4 separate regions of the Mus musculus genome follow, and regions 1, 2 and 4 are each linked to region 3. The links are chromatin contacts, called in public HiCAR-type and promoter capture Hi-C maps. All regions are on one chromosome and are shown on one strand. The core of a region is the stretch at or near the end of the contact, and the rest is flanking DNA. Distances in the headings are between cores, read along the strand shown. Region 1 overlaps Ntrk2 (neurotrophic tyrosine kinase, receptor, type 2). Region 2 holds the start of 4930455J16Rik (RIKEN cDNA 4930455J16 gene). Region 3 holds the start of Ntrk2 (neurotrophic tyrosine kinase, receptor, type 2). Region 4 overlaps Ntrk2 (neurotrophic tyrosine kinase, receptor, type 2).

Evidence for each region. Promoter capture Hi-C pulls out the DNA fragments that hold promoters and counts their contacts. HiCAR-type assays count read pairs that join an accessible place to other places.
Region 1: a contact with region 3 is called in a HiCAR-type map of astrocytes, with 5 times the contacts expected there. The contact joins the enhancer-like site here to the promoter of Ntrk2 in region 3. A contact is called at or near these places in 1 of 39 promoter capture datasets (stem cell-derived epiblast-like cells), 9 of 484 Hi-C or Micro-C datasets (brain, cerebellar granule neurons, cerebellum and 5 more), 11 of 115 datasets of contacts at active chromatin or transcription factors (astrocytes, embryonic forebrain, embryonic hindbrain and 3 more) and 3 of 9 other capture datasets (adipose tissue, liver and pancreatic islet).
Region 2: a contact with region 3 is called in a promoter capture Hi-C map of the SN4741 cell line, with 5 times the contacts expected there. The contact joins the promoter of 4930455J16Rik here to the promoter of Ntrk2 in region 3. A contact is called at or near these places in 5 of 39 promoter capture datasets (the 3T3-L1 cell line, the HPC-7 cell line, the SN4741 cell line and 2 more), 2 of 484 Hi-C or Micro-C datasets (cortical neurons and nephron progenitors), 2 of 115 datasets of contacts at active chromatin or transcription factors (embryonic stem cells and stem cell-derived neural progenitor cells) and 3 of 9 other capture datasets (adipose tissue, liver and pancreatic islet).
Region 4: a contact with region 3 is called in a promoter capture Hi-C map of hippocampal neurons, with 3 times the contacts expected there. The contact joins the enhancer-like site here to the promoter of Ntrk2 in region 3. A contact is called at or near these places in 2 of 39 promoter capture datasets (embryonic stem cells and hippocampal neurons), 10 of 484 Hi-C or Micro-C datasets (cerebellar granule neurons, cerebellum, cerebral cortex and 3 more), 7 of 115 datasets of contacts at active chromatin or transcription factors (embryonic forebrain, embryonic stem cells, fibro-adipogenic progenitors and 2 more) and 4 of 9 other capture datasets (adipose tissue, embryonic stem cells, liver and 1 more).

Annotation. Positions count from the first base shown.
Region 1 is chr13:58,839,623-58,844,025 of GRCm38.p6, forward strand. Ntrk2 (neurotrophic tyrosine kinase, receptor, type 2) reads left to right here. Exons shown (of 18, transcript NM_001025074.2): 5 at 3,254-3,322. Among named protein-coding and RNA genes, the nearest start is that of Ntrk2, 34 kb to the left of the region's middle. Within about 2 kb of position 1,834, at least 72 of the 459 cell types and tissues checked have an H3K27ac peak or open chromatin away from gene starts, as enhancers often do. A contact at or near this core is called in adipose tissue, astrocytes, cerebellum and 3 more, where this site is marked.
Region 2 is chr13:58,760,474-58,765,160 of GRCm38.p6, forward strand. It overlaps 4930455J16Rik (RIKEN cDNA 4930455J16 gene), which reads right to left and starts at 1,838. Exons shown (of 3, transcript NR_045469.1): 1 at 1,711-1,838.
Region 3 is chr13:58,806,027-58,810,114 of GRCm38.p6, forward strand. Ntrk2 (neurotrophic tyrosine kinase, receptor, type 2) reads left to right here and starts at 1,671. Exons shown (of 18, transcript NM_001025074.2): 1 at 1,671-1,987; 2 at 2,359-2,914. The coding sequence starts at 2,703.
Region 4 is chr13:58,864,244-58,868,846 of GRCm38.p6, forward strand. All of the region lies in intron 9 of Ntrk2 (neurotrophic tyrosine kinase, receptor, type 2), which reads left to right. Among named protein-coding and RNA genes, the nearest start is that of Ntrk2, 59 kb to the left of the region's middle. Within about 2 kb of position 2,763, at least 7 of the 459 cell types and tissues checked have an H3K27ac peak or open chromatin away from gene starts, as enhancers often do. A contact at or near this core is called in cerebellar granule neurons, cerebellum and hippocampal neurons, where this site is marked.

The DNA.
Region 1 (4,403 bases), core at 584-3,083, 34 kb after region 3:
CCCTTTGTGTGTGTGTGTGTGTGTGTGTGTGTGTGTGTGTGTGTGTGCGTGCCTGTGGTGATAGAATAATTTTATTTTTTTATTTATTTATTTTTGTTTTTTGTTTTTTCGAGACAGGGTTTCTCTGTATAGCCCTGGCTGTCCTGGAACTCACTTTGTAGACCAGGCTGGCCTCGAACTCAGAAATCCGCCTGCCCCTGCCTCCCGAGTGCTGGGATTAAAGGCGTGCGCCACCATGCCCGGCAATAGAATAATTTTAATGGTGTTCTAGCTTCCATGTCTGGCTTACATTAAATCGTGTATCTGCCTCACTCAAGGAGGATAGGTATTCTACACAGCTTCCTTACCAGACCACCATCAGGATCCAATAATTGATCAAACATCAAATGCTCTATGGATGTGTGTAGCTATTGTCATGTCCAATGAAATTAGACAAGCGTTCAGACAGCCATGAAGAGAGGTGAAATACCATCAAGCTTCACACAGCCACATGAGGAGAGAGGCTCTCCCTAGCTGCAGGACGGTACCTCGCCTTGGAGGAGTGTAGGGATGCAGGAGGAGTCGGCTCTAGCATCTGTCTTCTGTCCTAGCCTCTGCTTAGGACTGGGGACCCTGGGGATCACCTTGCTTTGCCTGGATTTTCTGAACTCAAATTGTACTGACCTGGGTTATCAGCACAGTGAGGTGCACACGACTAATGAAGCTGCCGCTCTGTAACCTGAGGGTGGCCTGAAGGTCCTTCTGAGCTCCCCTGCCTCTATAGAAAGGAATGGACGAGTTAGAGAAAGGACTGAAGGAGCTGAAGGGGGTCAAAACCCCATAGAAAGAACAACAATATCAACCAACCAGACCCCTCAGAGCTCCCACCAACCAAAGAGTACACATGGAGGGACTCATGGCTCCAGCCACACATGTAGCAGAGGATGGCCTCGTCAGGCATCAATGGGAGAAGAGGCCCTTGGTACTGTGAAAGCTTGATGCCCCAGTGTAGGGGAATACCAGGATGGGAGTGGGTGGGTAGGTGGATGAGGACATGCCATCATAGAAGCAGGGGAAGGGAGATAGGGACTTTTGGGAGGGAGGGGGATCAGGAAAGGGGATAACATTTGAAATGTAAATAAAGAAAATATCCAATAAAAAGAGAGAGTAATGAGGGACAATTGGGACTGTTGTACTTCAGGTTTTAGGGACCTCACAAGAGAGCGCAGCCTCATCTTTGCCTCAGTTTGCCTGGTCAGTGTTAGCCTGACACAGTCACCATCCAGTGCTGATCTCTGATTATAAGTCTGGGTGCCTTTAATTGCTGCCCAACCCCTAGAACCCCGGGACTGTGAGAAAAGCCAGCATTTGTGTTTTCCAGGGGCTCTGCCGAGGTGCTAATTAGGCTCTTAGCAAAGTTTTACAATCAAACAGTAAGAGGATTGTTGATTTTTTTCTTCCTTCTTCCTCCTTTTTGGCTTTTGGCCCCATTCCTAAGTATGCTTCATAAAACTCATCTTGTTCTTTGGCCCGTAACCCCGAGCTGCAGTGTGCTGCTGGCAACCCAGACTAGCAGCTGCTCCAGGGAGGGTAGAGCTGAGCTGAGCGGAGCAGACTGGGAGAGGTGGCTCCATGGGGCAGCATAGAGCTGATGGGGGGTGGGGTGGGGTGGGAGAGGCAGCTCCACAGGGCAGCATAGAGCTGATGGGTGGGGGCGGGAGGCTGCTCCATAGGGTAGTGTGAGCTGATGTGTGTGTGTGTGTGTGTGTGTGTGTGTGTGTGTGTGTGTGGTGGGGTGTGGGGGAGATGATGCGGAAGTTTCCTCATCCCTCTTTTTCCTTCTCTCTCCCTCCTGGTCTCTGCTTTTCTCTCCCCTTCCCTCCACTCCCTTCCCCTTCTCTCCCCTCTCTTCCTCTTTCCTCCCCTCCCTCCCTTCCCCAGTCTTTCCTTTCCCTCGCTCCTCCTTCCCTTCCCCTCCCCTCCCCTCCATCCCTGCCCCTGTACCCCTTTTATTTATTTTTGGGGAGAAGAACAGATTTTTTTTTCCTTTTTTTTCAGGCTTTGTGATGAGTATGAACACACCTGAGCCTTAAAGACAGGCAGAGATTTTTTGTGTGATATTGTTCCACAGAAGCCATTCTTAATTCATGTCCCCAAAGAAAAGGCTTACATGGGCATGTCTCTCTCACGACTTCCTGATGGGTTCGAGTATATTTTCATCCCGGGTACCCTTCTCTCCTTTCACCAGCTAACCCTGTCAGCCTGTGATTTAGCTCCTACAGATGACTGAGATGTCATTGGCCTGATAGCATTCTGGCCTTAGGTCCAGGGCAGAGCCAGGGTTACTGTCCCTAGCAGACTTTCTTCTTAGACACCTGCCTGCCTGGGCCACTCGAGAAGCCAGGAGCTGCGTGGATGGGGTCTTGGCTGTTTTTGTGGGCTGTGTGTTTTCACACTTTTGCTACTTTTCAAAAATATCCATCCAGAGGCTCAAGAACTTTAAGTAAATATGAAACAGTAAACAAATTCAGCTGCCAGGATCACTGGAAACACTCAAACAACAGGCATTTGGAACACACCAGGAAATTCATAAGGTTTTTTTTCCTCCCTCCCATGGATAGAAAGAGCATCTTTCTGTTGCTTTGTTTAAATTATAAAGATGCTGTGTTTTGGGGGAGCTCACGATAAAGTCTGACACATGCCCTGTTCCCCAGTGTTCTGCCCTGGTCTCTTCTTGGAGCTACTCCTTCATTGAGGTCACATGTAAATAGTCCCACCAGGCAGGCGGCTTCCGTCAGCAGGTGTATTCCTTCCGGGAAAGACAGTTGAAAGTCTCTCTAGCCCAGGTTTTGTTTGTCACACACCTTAAAAATGTTCAAGATGCCTCTTAGTTTTAGAATCTCTCTCTTTCCTCCTCTCATGGGCTTATACTGTGCTGTTTTATTACATATTCCCCCAATTAAGTGCTCAAAGCATCGGGAGCCCAACTGGGAGAGAACTGGACTTTCAATCGATACACGAGACATAAACGTTTGGGTGAAACAAAGATATTAAAGAGAGACTCTGAGAAACATACACTCTTCTCTCATAGTGCATAGGCACTGTAAGCGAGGCAGGGACCCCCGGAAGTTATCTTCTCATGTAAAAGGCACAGTTTGGCTCCAAGTAAGATGGGTACCCGAGTCCAGGAAAATTACGCTTTAAAAAACAAAACCACTATCATTCTTAAATCATAACCTTTAAAGTTACACTTAACATATCTGATTTCTTTCAGAAATTTCACACGAAACAAGCTGACGAGTTTGTCCAGGAGACATTTCCGCCACCTTGACTTGTCTGACCTGTAAGTAACGATTTTGTCTGGCATTTGGGAGGAAATTTTCAAAAGGAAGGATAATTATGTTTTCTTTCTTTTCTTTTCTTTCTTTTTTTTTGAATGAGTACCATTGCAAGTGTACGTTGCATCAAAATTATTGAAAAATGGTTTCTCTAGCTTTGCCCAATTGGGTGACTACAATCCCTGTCTCCTTTATATGTCATTATGATCAGCTGAATGTTATTTTCACATAAATAATTTATTTTCTAATAGATGGAAAAGAGGGGGAAAAAAACCCAGCAGGGAGTTTTGTGCTAGAGTAGCTTGATATTTCTTCTCATCTGGCTCTTGTTTTATGCAAGCCCTGAAATAAAGCACATTTGTCAAAGAGGAAATTACAGTGGATAAAACACCCTTCCAGCTTTGTCCGTCAGCCCAGTATAGGCTTGGGTAGAGCCAACCCTGGCAGAGAGGTTATTCCCAGACCCACCATCTCTAGGAGCCGTTCTTTTGGGTTCAGCCCTCTGCTTGATATTTATCCTTATGCCCCAGTCGAGCGCCGTGTTGACGGCTAACAGCCAGCATCTCCGAGGTGCTCAGTTCTCAAGTGTAATCACCGCTAGGCAAATAGGAATGGCTGCCATTGCTGTGGTCAGGTGCTTGAGGGGACTATAAGGTGTGAGGGGCTTGAAGGACAGGGCTCTGGATATCAGGAAGAAGCATCCACTTAAACGCGGCACTTAAAAAAGAAATCTCCGGGAAAGTCAGGAATATGGGGTGGGCAGGAGTCATCACGCATCAAAAGCTGAAGACTGAGGATTCTTAATGAAGCTTCCCGGCTCAGGCTAGAGAAAGAAAGAGGGTTCCAGGGCCACTGCCCTGTCTACCCCGAGACACCAGAGTGATGGAACTGAGCCTTGGTTCTGGCTCCCATCTGGGGTGGTTCTTGTCCTCCCCTTGCTGTTGCTCCAGGCGGTGATGGGGTAAGAATCGGGGAGCTCGGAATCCTAGCATGAAATCCCCTAGAGGAGGTACCGCAATGGACACCCAGCCTCCAAGGCTGCCTGTGAGCATGCGCTGAGAAGGCTGCCTGTGAGCATGCGCCAGC
Region 2 (4,687 bases), core at 588-3,087, 45 kb before region 3:
AATAAGTGCTCTTGGCTGCTGAGCCCTTGTCCCAGCCTGAGGTTCCCATAGTACTAACTAATGTTTACTACTCAGATGACACTGAGGTCAAGTGTGAGTTGCTCTTTGTCATTGGTGCAGTAATTAGGGAAAGTGCTTGTTACTCTAACCTGCTCCAACATTCAGTATCTCATATACAGAAACACATTGCCTACCTGTGTGACAGACCAATGTGGGGATCTATGGTGAGTGACAGATGGCCTTCCCCCACAAAGTCATTCAGAATTGGGGCTCATTCTACCTCGTGTGTGGAGCCCTTGGACTTTGGACTTTCATACACAACTGATGGGTGTGGAAGTAGGGGTGAAGGTCAGCATTATAATTGACACGGCTCAGAAGTAGCATATGTCATATCTGCTGCTCTTTCATTGGCATGTCTAGTTAATGGCCCCACTTAGTTTTGAAGGAGACAGGAAAGGTTTCCAGGCAACCACTCTCAGGACTGGCTGTGCATGGGAAGGGAAAAGTGGATGTCAGCAGGCTGTAACTTTAATTCTTTCAAACCCGATTTTAAATGATGCTTTAACCTCCCTTCTAGCCCACCACCCACCAGAGGTGGTGGAAAAGAAAGGATATGGGGGAAGTGGACCTGTTTAGGAAATGGTTCTTTGGAGCAAATCCCATCTATGCTGTTAGGAAATCAACAGTTCACAGGTCAGCAGCCGCAGATCAATCCACTCAAAACCACTTCTCAGGTATATCAGCAGCCCAGTTCGGCAGTGTTGGGATAGCATTGGGGGTGGCACGACCTAACAGGAGCAGTCAGGCTACATGAGCAGGGACACCAGGGGCAGTCCTTGCCTGTGCCTCTCTCCATGAAGCAGAGATCAGAGAAGATTTGAGACTAAGAAGTGTTTAGCTATACAAGCAAGCCAAGCTCCTCTCACAGTCCCTTGAGTCCTGTTTACACTCCCTCCAAATGTCACCTGTCCTCCACCGATCTTGCCTCACCATGTGTCTTGTTCACCTCAGCACATGAGTTTGTCTCAGCTGACATCACTCTGTCAATCAGCCCAAATTTGTGGCAAGAAGCCACAGCACACCACTAGAAGTTTTTTTTTTTTTTTTGAGGGGGTGTGTGTTTTTCTCTCTATGGAGTCCTGACAAATGCAGCTCAACTACATAAGGTAAGGCGGACCAATACAGGCATGCCGTTCTCAAAGAATCCTGCATCACGTGTCATGTGCTTGCTTTAGCATAACCTTTCACCTGTGTCTGCTTCAGGAAAACACTTCTTCACCTGTTTGTCCTAGCAAAACACCATCCATCCAACACAACCAACTCTCCAAAAAGCCCTTAAGTTTCTGCTTCAGCAGACAGCTGGCTGTCTTGGGCCCAGTAGCTTTATTGCTCATAGGTCAGTATTTACTTACAGTTTCCTTACACTTTACTGACGTCATACACATTACCTAGAAAGTTTTATGTGCCCTTAGGTTTGGGTCCCCTGAGCTGTGTTCGGTACATCGCTTTGGAAGATTTTGATGACCTATAGAGTCCCGAATGAAGATGCTCTGCTCAGCCATCCAGACTTCTGGTTGCCATGTCTGCCTGCATCTTGAGTACTGCTCTCTCTGCCAGCTTCTCACAGGCTCCACACTAGACTTTATTTTTGATTTCTTTGTTTTGGTAACAGACTCCTACAGAAATTCACAGCACAAAACGCCTACCCACCTTAAATGCTGGTGTTTTTTTTGAGGTCAGAAAGCTGGCTAGCATAGCCAGGAAAGGTCATCTCCATCCATGGTAACTAGAGATTCAGCTTGGATGCTGAACTGTGACAAACACCCGGAGGATGGAATGTCTGATCTTTCCTGCTTCGTCTATGTAAAGACGACCGTTGGGACTGTTGGGACTGTTGCCTGAGATGTTCTAATGACAACCTCACTTGGTTTGGGCTTCCTCATAGTGTGGCAGGCTTCCTCATAGGATAGTTAGAAAATTTTGAATGGTGCCCCATGCATCTGAGAGCAAGGGTTTTGACAAACAGGCAGAAGTCTCTTATAATCTCTCATTCACTATTATTTGCAATCATATAGTGTGTGACTATTGCTCAAGGTAGTCATCAGCCTACTTCAAAATCAGGAGGTGGGAACCTAGACTCCACTTCTTTATGGGAATGATTTCAAAACAGACACATCTTACAATGTGCACAGGCTGCCATTAATTGTGCTTATATACAGAGCACAAAGCAGCCATTCACCTCAAGGAGGAAATTTCATCAATACTCTAGATATCGCTAATTTATGATTTCCCTAATCATCTGTAGGAAGTCTGAGAGAACTAAAGTGAACACGGACAATCCTAATTTCTCAAACCTATAAAGTCTGGCACAGTAGCTTGGTGAGGAAAGGCACAAGTTGCCCTGCCTGACAACCTACGTTCAACCCAGGGGACCCACAAAGAGGAAGGAGAGAACTGACTCCTGAGGTTTGTCCCTTTTTTAAAATTCTTTTTTTGTAATCTCATAAAGACTTTGAGACATTATGGAATCCTCGCCTCTGCCCTGCAACAGTTTCCAGTGTCTGGGTCTTCAGCCTGGCTGAGGTCCAAGCACTTACCACAAATGGGATCCAGAATGTGTCAGGATTCTCACCTGGGGTTGTGTGGAGTTCTGGGTGCCCATGACCTTGCATAGGAATGCATATTTTCACTAATCTCTAACTGAAGTATAGCTATTTCCTTTGATTAAGAGTGCAGGTTTGTCGGGCATGGTAAAATCCTTTAATCCCACTAGGGAGGCAGAGACAGGTAGATTCACGTGAGTTTGGGGCCAGTCTGGTTTGCATAGTGAGTTCAAGGCCAGGCAGGGCTACATAGTATGACCCTCTCTTTTATTTTTTAAGTTGTCATTCTTACAACTTTGGAGGCTGAGGCAAGACGATTGCAAATTTGAGGCCTGCCTGGATGTTATAACAAATTCAAAGGCAACCTAAATTGATCCTGTCTCAAAACAAAAATAAGAAGGATCTGGGATATAGATTAGTGGTAGTGTACTTGCCTTGCATGTCCCTGGCTCTGTCCCTAGGATGACAAGAACAACAAGCACACAGGTAACAAACCCCGATGACACTGTCAGCACCTCTGACCCTGCACTGCGACTGTCTATGACCCCAGTCTTTGTCAGCACACGAAGTCCACAATATTCTCACAGAGCATCAGAAGTGGGTTTCTTGAAGTACTGTTTACACTCAGTACTACTGTGAAATTACGTTAGTGAGTGGACGGGTTGCCAGGTTGTATATGACTACAGTTCATAGCCACTAGCCTGAGGCAGCCAGCCAGTTACCAGTCAGCTCTGTTGTGAGCTGTGACCAACAACAATGGCTAGAGCACAGACCTCATGAACCTTGCAGCAGGAGGAGGCAAGATATGGTCATCGTTTGATGATGCGCTACAAAACTGGGCTACTTGGGTGGGAATTCACAAAATCCCATCAAGGCACAACATCCTGCTGTCCTGGGATTCCTGGGAGATGCAGGTGGAGCTGAGGATCCCTGAGCCGAGCCCAGGAACAGAAACCCACGGAAAAACAGACAAGGTTTTCTGGTGGACAGATGGAAGTTCTATAGGATTAATTTCTCCTGGGATTAGGTGGTTATCACATTGCACGTAAAATTTAAATCATATAAAAGAGTGCAATATAAAGTATTTATCTCTCCCTTCCCCAATTGCTCATCTCCCACCCAATCTCTTTTCCCAGAGACAGAAGGTATCAGTTTAGAGGTTTGTTTCTCTGTCTGCTAATTAGTAAGATAACGAGTACATAATTTCTCAGTCCTTCTCATTCTAGAAACCCCCTCCTGTCCTTTGGTTGGTTGGTTGGTTGGTGCATCTGCTGTAGGCTGCTGTGTCTGTATAACATGCTGAGATCTCTCCCTCAGAACTTACAAACTTAGGCGGGATCTTGCGACCCTTGAGCTAAATCAACCTGGCTTAACTCATGTGAGTCAACTTCTGTCTTTTCATTTATCAATGGATCTTTTTGTATCCTTATCTTCTGGGCTATCTTTGCAGTTTTAAGAACTGTTACTTTTATGAACTCAGTGTTTGCACAGTTTCTTCTCATCTTAGTGATATGATGATTGATTATCCCATGTGCTGTCTATATGTCCTTACCGGATAGTGATATAATAATCCAAATATAATTTATATGCAAATTATAAAAATAGTAGTCTCCTCTTATTGGTGGTTTTAGTTAGCTACAGTCAGCTATAGCTTAAAATATATGAAGATGTTCAGAAACAAGCGGATTATTAATTAAGCTGTGAGTTTTTAAAAGGCTACTTAATCATAAATACTGAGATACCATGACACCATGGTGAACGTGGTGGCTGGCAGATGGGTGTCACATACAGTATGGACACACTGGGAAAAAGGGATTAAATGGCCTATGCAGGAGGTAGATGGACAATGTGGTATTCCAACATGCTACTTGGAATAGATTTCCAGGGTTAGATGAAGAGGGCCAGTAGTAACCTAAGGCTATCCCACTAGGGCCAGTAGTAACCTAAGGCTGTCCTACTATACTCTGCCCTTCACCTTCATGTCAGGCTATAGACATTGTTTCAATTGTCATGCTATAGACATTGTGTCCACATTGTATCAATTCACCCTTCACCTTCACATTCATCCTATAGACATTGTATCA
Region 3 (4,088 bases), core at 421-2,920:
ATCTGAAGCTTGGGTGGTCCAAGCCCCCAAGGTGTATCAGGGCTCAGGGAAGGGGGTGAGGTGACCTGCTGGTTTTTGCTCCAGGCCTCGGCCGGCCGGGTGTTTTAAATGTGTAAGGATTATATTTCTATCCCTGGTGCATGACATCTATGTGAAAATCTTGCTAGATTGATTTTATTTCTTAGTGATGTTTAAGGCTGTGCGAAGACCCAAACATTTCCCCTGACATCATCCTTCTCATTTCTGGCCTTTTGCGGGCAGTTGGATGACTATTCTTATGTCTTAAATTGGACTCCAGCGCATTGTCTTGTGGTGCGTGGAGGACTTCAGAGGCAGGAGATTGTAGGGATCTGGTGAGAGGCGCACTGCCTGGGTAGCAATGTGCACACAGCGCGGCGGTTGCGCATCTGGAGCTGCAGTGCGCCGGTAGCGCAGTTCCTAATGCGGTGGTAGCAATGGCCCGAGGTACCGGAGCGTGCTGGGTTTCTTCTCCCCACGCGGGGGCACCAGAGCCCTCGAAAGTGTCAGGCACTGCGGCGCATCTACCAGATTCCCTTTTAAATGACTGCGGATGTGCGGGCGGTCGCAGCTACAAATGGTGAGAGGAGGCTCAGATCAGGCTCGCGAATGGCCCGCAGCGACCATTTAACTGCACCCGCACGTTTGTCACTCGACCCTCCGGAATCATCTCACGTGTCCCCACTGAGACTCTAGGGCGCTGCCGGAGCCCGGCCTCTCGGTAGCTGGAAGCACATCCTGCCTCGGGCAGCGCGGGTGCAGGGTACACGTTGGCGCACATGCACGCGCGCACACGAACACGCGCAAGGTACGGCAGGGCAGGGGACAGGGGCTTGGGTGCTCCGCGTGCGGGTGGGTGTCGCGGGGAGTGAAGCTGTGATCCTCAAATGGCTGCATCCTGCCAGGTTAAGGAATAAGAGAAGATGATGCGGAGCCATCCATTCCACAGGCCAGGGTCGGTGCAAAGCATTTAGGGAACCCACAGCGCGGCCGGCGCGCTCCCTTCCCACGCAGGGCTCTCTCTGTGGCGCAAACGGCAGGAGAAAGATCCATCAGAGCTACACTTGTGTCTGCAGGCTGTCTACACTTCTCTCTTGGCAGAAACCCCATCAGGAGAGCTTTGGAACCATCCACCCCTAAATAGGTAGTCCGGAACCCGGCAATGGTCCTTGGTTACTAACGTACAGCGCTATATATTTATTTTTGTACGGGGTGTAGCTTGTCTTCCCTATATTTTGGAAATAGCTTGCTTTCCCCTATGAGCATGGTGAGAAAGAAGAACGCGGCGGGGAGGGAGAGGGAAAGGAAAAGGAAAAGGGAGGATTCCTACAATACGAATCAGAGCATTTTTTTCAGAGCCTAACCAAACAGGGCTTCCATTTAAAAAAGGGGGAGCTAGTCTGTACTGCGATGTGGAAGAGATGTAAGAATTAGGGACCAAGGAAGCATCGCTGCATTTTAGATGTACCGGGGTCTAAAGGGGGCACACACACGCACACGCGCACACATGCACACCCGCACAGCTACCCCGCCAAGGTGTGTGCGTGCGCGCGAGTGTGAACTCCCACATGCTGCTGTCTGCGCCTGGCCGCTGGCACCAAGCCTCCTCCTCCCCGCTCGCCCCCAGATTCCCTCCCCTCCGCCTTGCTTTTGTCTGGAGGGTGCTATGCTATGCGTGTGTGCGTGTGTGTGCGCGCGCGCGTGTGTGAGCGTGTGTGTTTTTGGATTTCATACTAATTTTCTGGAGTTTCTGCCCCTGCTCTGCGTCAGCCCTCACGTCACTTCGCCAGCAGTAGCAGAGGCGGCGGCGGCGGCGGCCGCCGGTTAGAGCCCAGTCGCTGCTTCAGCTGCTGTTGCTGCTTCTGCAGCGCTCTGCTCCCTGCGCTTGCTACGGGAGGCCGGGGAAGCCGCGCGGACAGTCCTCGGTGGCCTGGGCCGGCACTGTCCTGCTACCGCAGTTGCTCCCCAGGTGGGATGTGCCGCGCCACCTGCCCACCTCCCCTCTCCCCCCGCGCCCAGCGGCCGGGGAGGATTCTGCAGCATCATTGGGGCCCCAGCGCTGCCGCAGCCTCTTTGGAGGGTCCTTGGCTTGGCCTATGCCATGGAATCTGCTCTCAAAGACCCGTTACCGACTTCTCATGCCTCGGCCTCAGGCTTGAAGGGAGGGCGGGCACACGGGGGGGGGGCACTAAGGGGCAAGTTGATGGCGGGGCGGGAGCTGGGCACTCAGACATTCATTCTCCAGGCTTGGGGTTCAGGGTGAGGAGAGCGCGGAGGGACTGTGTCCCAGTTGGTGGTGTGTGGGGTCTATTAGTCTCATCCATGTCTGTTTGTCCTCAGCCCTGAGGTGCGCACCGATATCGATATTCGTGCCGGTTTAGCGGTTCTGCGACCCAAAGAGTCCAGGGAGATCCACCGAGTGGTGCCTGGCGTATAGGACTATGCAGCCGCCTTGTGGCTCGGAGCAGCGGCCCGCGATGTCCCAGCCACTGTGAACCATTTGGTCAGCGCCAACCTGCTCAGCCCCAGCACCGACAGGCTCAGCCTCTGGTACGCTCCACTCCGCGGGAGGCCACCAGCACCAAGCAGCAAGAGGGCGCAGGGAAGGCCTCCCCCCTCCGGCGGGGGACGCCTGGCTCAGCGTAGGGACACGCACTCCGACTGACTGGCACTGGCAGCTCGGGATGTCGCCCTGGCTGAAGTGGCATGGACCCGCCATGGCGCGGCTCTGGGGCTTATGCCTGCTGGTCTTGGGCTTCTGGAGGGCCTCTCTCGCCTGCCCGACGTCCTGCAAATGCAGTTCCGCTAGGATTTGGTGTACTGAGCCTTCTCCAGGCATCGTGGCATTCCCGAGGTTGGAACCTAACAGCGTTGACCCGGAGAACATCACGGAAATGTGAGTTCCTTTTACTTTTTCTCCTGTCCCCACCTCAGGAATCAGGCAGGTGTATGTTTGGGACAGATGCTGTCCCACACATGGCAAGAAGTCAGAGACCAGAGAGATGGGGTACCTGTCACTTCTCTGTCTGTTTCACTGGCTTACGGATGTCAGTTGGTGAAGAGTGGGACTCTAAAATTCCATATAGACAGAAATATAATCATAAATTCGTATATATTATGTTCCTGGGAAGGAATTCTGCGTGCATTTTCATTTCAAAGTTCTGATGGGTGTGTTTTAGGCTTTCAGTATACGATAATTATATTGGAACATTTTTGTTTGGTAAAATATACTGTGTGTGTGTGTGTTGAGAGAAGTTCCAGTGATATTAACCAGAAAGGAGGTTAAAATTATTCATTTTCAAGAATTGGTTGGAGGAAGTGAGGGTCTCTCCCTTAACATCTTTTCCCGAGGCTTGGAGTTGACTGGTCCTGTTCCCCCTTTTCCATCTCATCTATTGGATTTTGCTTCAGAGATTGCAGCCAGAGATGCTTTGAGGATGCCCTGTAAGAGGAGAAGTTCTGAGTGTCGAAAAGCACTCGCTCAAGAGAGAAAATGCGATCACAGGAAGGGCTAAAAGCCTGGGCTGATTTAATTTGGACCTGATTTCTCAGAGATACGATTTTGAGACCATTTGGATTATAAATCTTAATTGCCCATTGAAAAATTCCCCAGGACTAGGCTAAACAGCAAGCTATGTGCACACTGACGGATGGTAGCTTCAGCCTTGTCCCTAGAAAGGTTACAGCTTGTCCCAGCTTAGTGGAGAAACAGAAATGTGTTTCTTTTCTCTCTGTTGGGTGTCTTGTGACGAATACCCTGCCAAGCAGGAACTCAACCGTCCTTTCTCTAGGTCACCTGTGTTGGGCACACTGCTGTTGTCCCTTCTCTGCAATCTTGCCATTTTATGTCTCACGAACAGAAGGTTTTGTTCATCTGTGTAGAGGATTATAAAGCTAAGTTTCCTGGGTGATTGAGACTGAGAAAGGCAGCCTTGTAAGTAGGGCTTGGGCTGTGGCCTTCCGGTTGGCGAGTGCGCATGCACCCCCTCCCCCAATGTACAAGGGTGTTTTCTGCCAATGCAGCTGCCAGTGCCAAAGGAGTCAAGATAACCTGTTTTGGTTTTTAAATG
Region 4 (4,603 bases), core at 1,513-4,012, 59 kb after region 3:
ACTATAGTAAAAAAAAAAAAGGAAAAAAAAAAAAGAAGAAAAATAACAGTCGTATCCCTGGTGGGGAATTCCACATTAAGGACAACAGGAGGTCAAGCTTGACCTTTGCCCTTCCATTTGTTTGCATTTCTGCTGCCATCATGGGGTGGCTGGCGAAGGTGGGCTCTCGCTAGTCTTTGTGGTGAGAGTTAATCCCGTTTCACTGGTGGTATTTTTGATGACTATAAGGGAAGGGTGGGAAGAAGTCTGAATCACAGCCTGAGAGTCCCGTTCATCACGATGTCGATAGCTTTCCTACACAGAGTGAGCATGGCCGTCCTGATGTCCCTTAGTGGTGTGTACCTCACTCAAGCTTAGCTTTCTCGGGATGCTTTAGGGCGCAGGGAATGAAGAAGACCGAGAGAAGTCAAAATACAAACAAAAACAGCCCAAAATTCTCTGTACTAATGATTTGCAAAGCTTGAATCAGACCACCTGGGCAGTCTGTGTTCTTATCCCAAGTTCTGAACATGAGAAACCATTGCCCGGTGTCAGACACTGCTTTTTCCAGAGCAGGGAGGGACAGCTGGAGGAACAGCTATGGCACTCTGGCCCAGTGCACCACGTATAAGATCTGAGGGCGTGAGGTCGGAACCAGAGAGACCCAACAACCCAAGGTCCCCATACAATGTCTTTAGACCATGGTCACTGACTCCAGGGACCCACCCAGGGTGATGTGTGGAGTGATAACTGCTATCTGATCCTTAGGCGTCCACAAGACTAGTGCCTTCCACAGATATTAGCTTCTGGAGACCTGGGCTGGTTTAGGAAAGGGAGAAAAACCCTTTCCCAGGCTCCAGGCACTGCACTCTGCCATCTTGGATCCAGCCTTTCAGAAGTGAACCTCGCTTCCCTATGTAAGCTTTCTAGAATCTTCCCTTTAAGGAGGTCATATAGCCATTGTGTATTTCTTAGAAAGGGTGGGTGAGGATGAACTCCTTCTGATGTCTAAAGTTGTTCCCTTTCTCTACTCCTTTTTGGAGTGGCGCACAGGTAGATGTCATATGTCACAGACATGTCATTGTAAGCAGAACCAACCTCATGGTTTTGTATTATCATTTGCAGCAAAATATGCAGAGATATTTTGCTCTCAGTATTTGGGTACCTAGTGATTGCTTTGTTTTATTGAAGAATTCTTGTGCGTGATTCCCACTTTTGACTCCAGTAAAATGTTGCAAGGTGTAAACCAGGATTTCCTTATCCTTCCTTTGTGCACTAAACCTTTGAGGGCCCTGCTGAACTGTGGGTGCGAGGTAAAGGATTCGGGAAGAGGCCCATGATCCTAAGTAGCTAGTGAGCTCCTGACATGGCTGGTTCATGGACCACTCTTTGAGTGGAGAGGATGTTTTGTAAGGATCGATTAGAGGAACTATTCAAACATTCTTCCAGAGCACTCCACTAGGTCCTCAAGGATAGCAGATCGTAGTAACAATTAAAGTGCAGACTAGACCGTGCTCTGACAGGCATTCTTCTTGGGTTTGGCAACAAGTAGAATGGATTTGGTAGATGGTTATAAAGGTTTTAGAAAGGGAAGGAGATGGAGACCATGGCCACATACACACACATCTACAGCACGGGGTCAGCAGAGGGGTCTCCAGTGGCTGTGGTGTATCCTATTCAGCTTACAGGCCTGAAATAAAGATGAACTAGATCCCCCAGTGGCTCTTGCTGGAATTCAATCCTACATGCAGAAAAGCTCTCCACAAGCAGGCAGATGTTCATGGTGACAGTCGTGAGACCAGAAGCAAGCATGGGCTTCTTTTTCAGGGAGGCCCTGAAATGATCACTAAGAGCTGAAAAATAAACTAGTTTTTTGCCACAAGGCAGGGATTTGGACCTGTCATGACTAGCTTCTGACCAAATAGAGCAAATTTGGAGAACTCTAAGGGCCAGATGTTTCTTAAGCGTGAGCACTCTGACTGGGGTCAGATGGTCCCATCCACGTCAGCACACCAGCAATTCAATATGTCCGCCTTGGAGCAGACCGACAAGAACTCGATGATGACACTCTTATTTTGAAGCTTGTGATTCTTTAGGCGTTGCAGAGAGTGTCTCTCTGGCCCACTCATCCAGGAAGACTGTCACAGCTCCAGGATGCTCATTCACACAGCAGTGGGAGTTGGTGACTTCTGCTCCCTTATTCAGAAGCAGTTGTCTCCTATGCAAAAACTCGCGTCAGGGACAAACTATAAATATCGGAAGTGTTTTCCCACAGTTTCTCCCAGTGCTGTTTTGTCAAAAGATTCATGATGTGGGGTGAACTGGCGCTCTCTCTGCTGCACTTAGAAAGGCCCCAAAGTAGCAGATCTAGGGACGGAGTGTTCAAGTCAAGGAACACAGCGAGAGTAAATTTCTCCTGGAGTTCCACAGAAGAGTAGAATGTGAAGCCCATGCTGTTTCAATCACCAGGACCTGTTCCTTGTCCTGGGGCTAAAACTACAGAGCCATAGATTCTTTCTTGCCTTGAGAAACCAAGGAGAAGATGGTTTGGGCACAAGCCTTAGATAACCAGAGTAATTAAGATTCATCCTTACAGTTCTTCTAATCTCCAGAGTACTAAGGTTAATTGGTTACACCTTCCTCGCTCATCCTTGGGAAGACTCCATTCTAACAGGAAAGAAGAGACTCAAAGCTCTCAGCAAATTGGTGGCTGTCAGACTCTGGGCTTAGTCTCCTCGTCCCCCTCCGAGGGGGCAGCCTGGCCAGCAGAGGCTGCTGGCCACATGTCAGAAGCATGCTGATCCAAAGCCAGGACTGTCCACTAGAGAAGAAGGAATATGCAATTTGCTCTTCCTACTGCAAGGGTTTCTTTGGGATCGTTTTAAAGATCCTGGAATCTGCAAGATAACACTGAAGGAAAAGACTAGTTTGAGGAGTATTTGAGGGGTTGGAGGCTAGAGGATGGCTCAGCAAGCAGGTCAGTCCTCAGCACCTACAGTGTGGCTCACAACCATCTGTCATGCCAGTTTCAGGGGATACGAGGCTCTCCTCTCACCTCCTCAAGCACCATGGGTGAGGTGCACAGACATGCATGTAGGGCAAACAGTAAGACACGTAAAATAAATCAATCTTAGAAATTAAGACATTAGCGAGCTTAAAAAAAAAAAAAAAAAGAAAGAGACACGTCTCCCCACCCCCACCATTGCTTTTCTCTTGGCGGCAAACCATGACTGTGTCCGTGCCACCTCTGTTTGCCTTGTGTTATTCTCTTACCCTCTGACTGTGTCTCTACGGAGCTCTTCTTGCAGCTTAACAGGTCATCATAATCTATTCAGGCTGATCTCCAGAAGTGCAAAGATTTGCCCATGAGGCGTGGTTGATACTGGAAGTTAAGATTGAGCTGAGAGTGCTGGTGTGCACACCTGTAATTCTAGTGTTGAGAGCCGGAGGTTGTAGGGTCACCGCAAGTGTGAAGCCAGCCTGGGTGAGACCCTTCTTCAAAAACAAAGCAAAGCAAAGCAAAGCAAACAACAAGAGCAGAAACCCAAAGGGGGAAATGATAATCTAAAGGAGAAAGAGAGAGAGAGAGAGAGAGAGAGAGAGAGAGTGAGAAAGAGAGAGAGACAGACAGACAGACAGAGAGAGACAGAGACAGAGAGAGAGAGACAGAGAGAGAGACAGAGATAGACAGAGAGGTTATTTAATGTGGAATGGAGGTGTTGGTAAGAACTTTAGGTTGGTAGTGTCCAGAAAACAAAACAGTGCTTTGTTCTTTGCCACTGGCTGGCCTCTCGCCTAAGTGCTGTCTCCTGGGGGTAAAGCCACCTGCAGATTACTTTGGGGCTTTGCTGGAGTGCGTGCTAGCCGTGTGCCATCTGTGTGAGTGCTAGCTGTGTGCCTTCTGTGGCTTCAATACAACTTTTCCTGTCGGGAATGCCAGGCCACTCTGGACCAACAACCTCTTCCCATAAATCATGAAAGCAATCCCTCAAGTCAAGAACAAAGCAAATGTGTCCACAGCACCTGAGGACTCTCCTTAGGGGACAGCTCCCAGCCAAGAGATTGGTAAAGCTCTTCCCTGGTCTTCAGGTTCTCTTGGGACACTGGCATCTGACCTTGATGCCACTGGAGTGGCCATGGAGGGTGAAAGAGCTCCAATGGGTGAAAGAAAGTACCTGGGTTCCCATATTTCCATGTTAGATCTTGAAACCCATGTCTATATCAGATTATCTCCTGCTCGATGGGCTGGACCAGGGTGTGTTCAAAGAAACCATAGGATGTTTTCCAATCCCACCACAAGGGCCAACTGGGCAGTCCTTTTTCATCCTTTGTTCATTCTCAGGTAGAATTACTCTCATGCTTGTCTTGCCTCTCTTGTCCTTAACGGTGGTCCTGACTTTACGTGTTGTATATAAGAATACGTAATGAGTATCATTTAGATTTCAGTAAAAGGAGCCAGTTAGAAAATAGCCTGAAAGACTATTTAAACCTGGGGATACCCAGGTTTGGCTGTGTGTGCTTTTAATCCCAGCCCCCAGGAGGCAGAGGCAGGTAGATCTCTGTAAGTTCAAGGCTAGCTTGACCTACCTAGCAAGTTGCAGGTCAGCTAGAGATATAGAGTGGG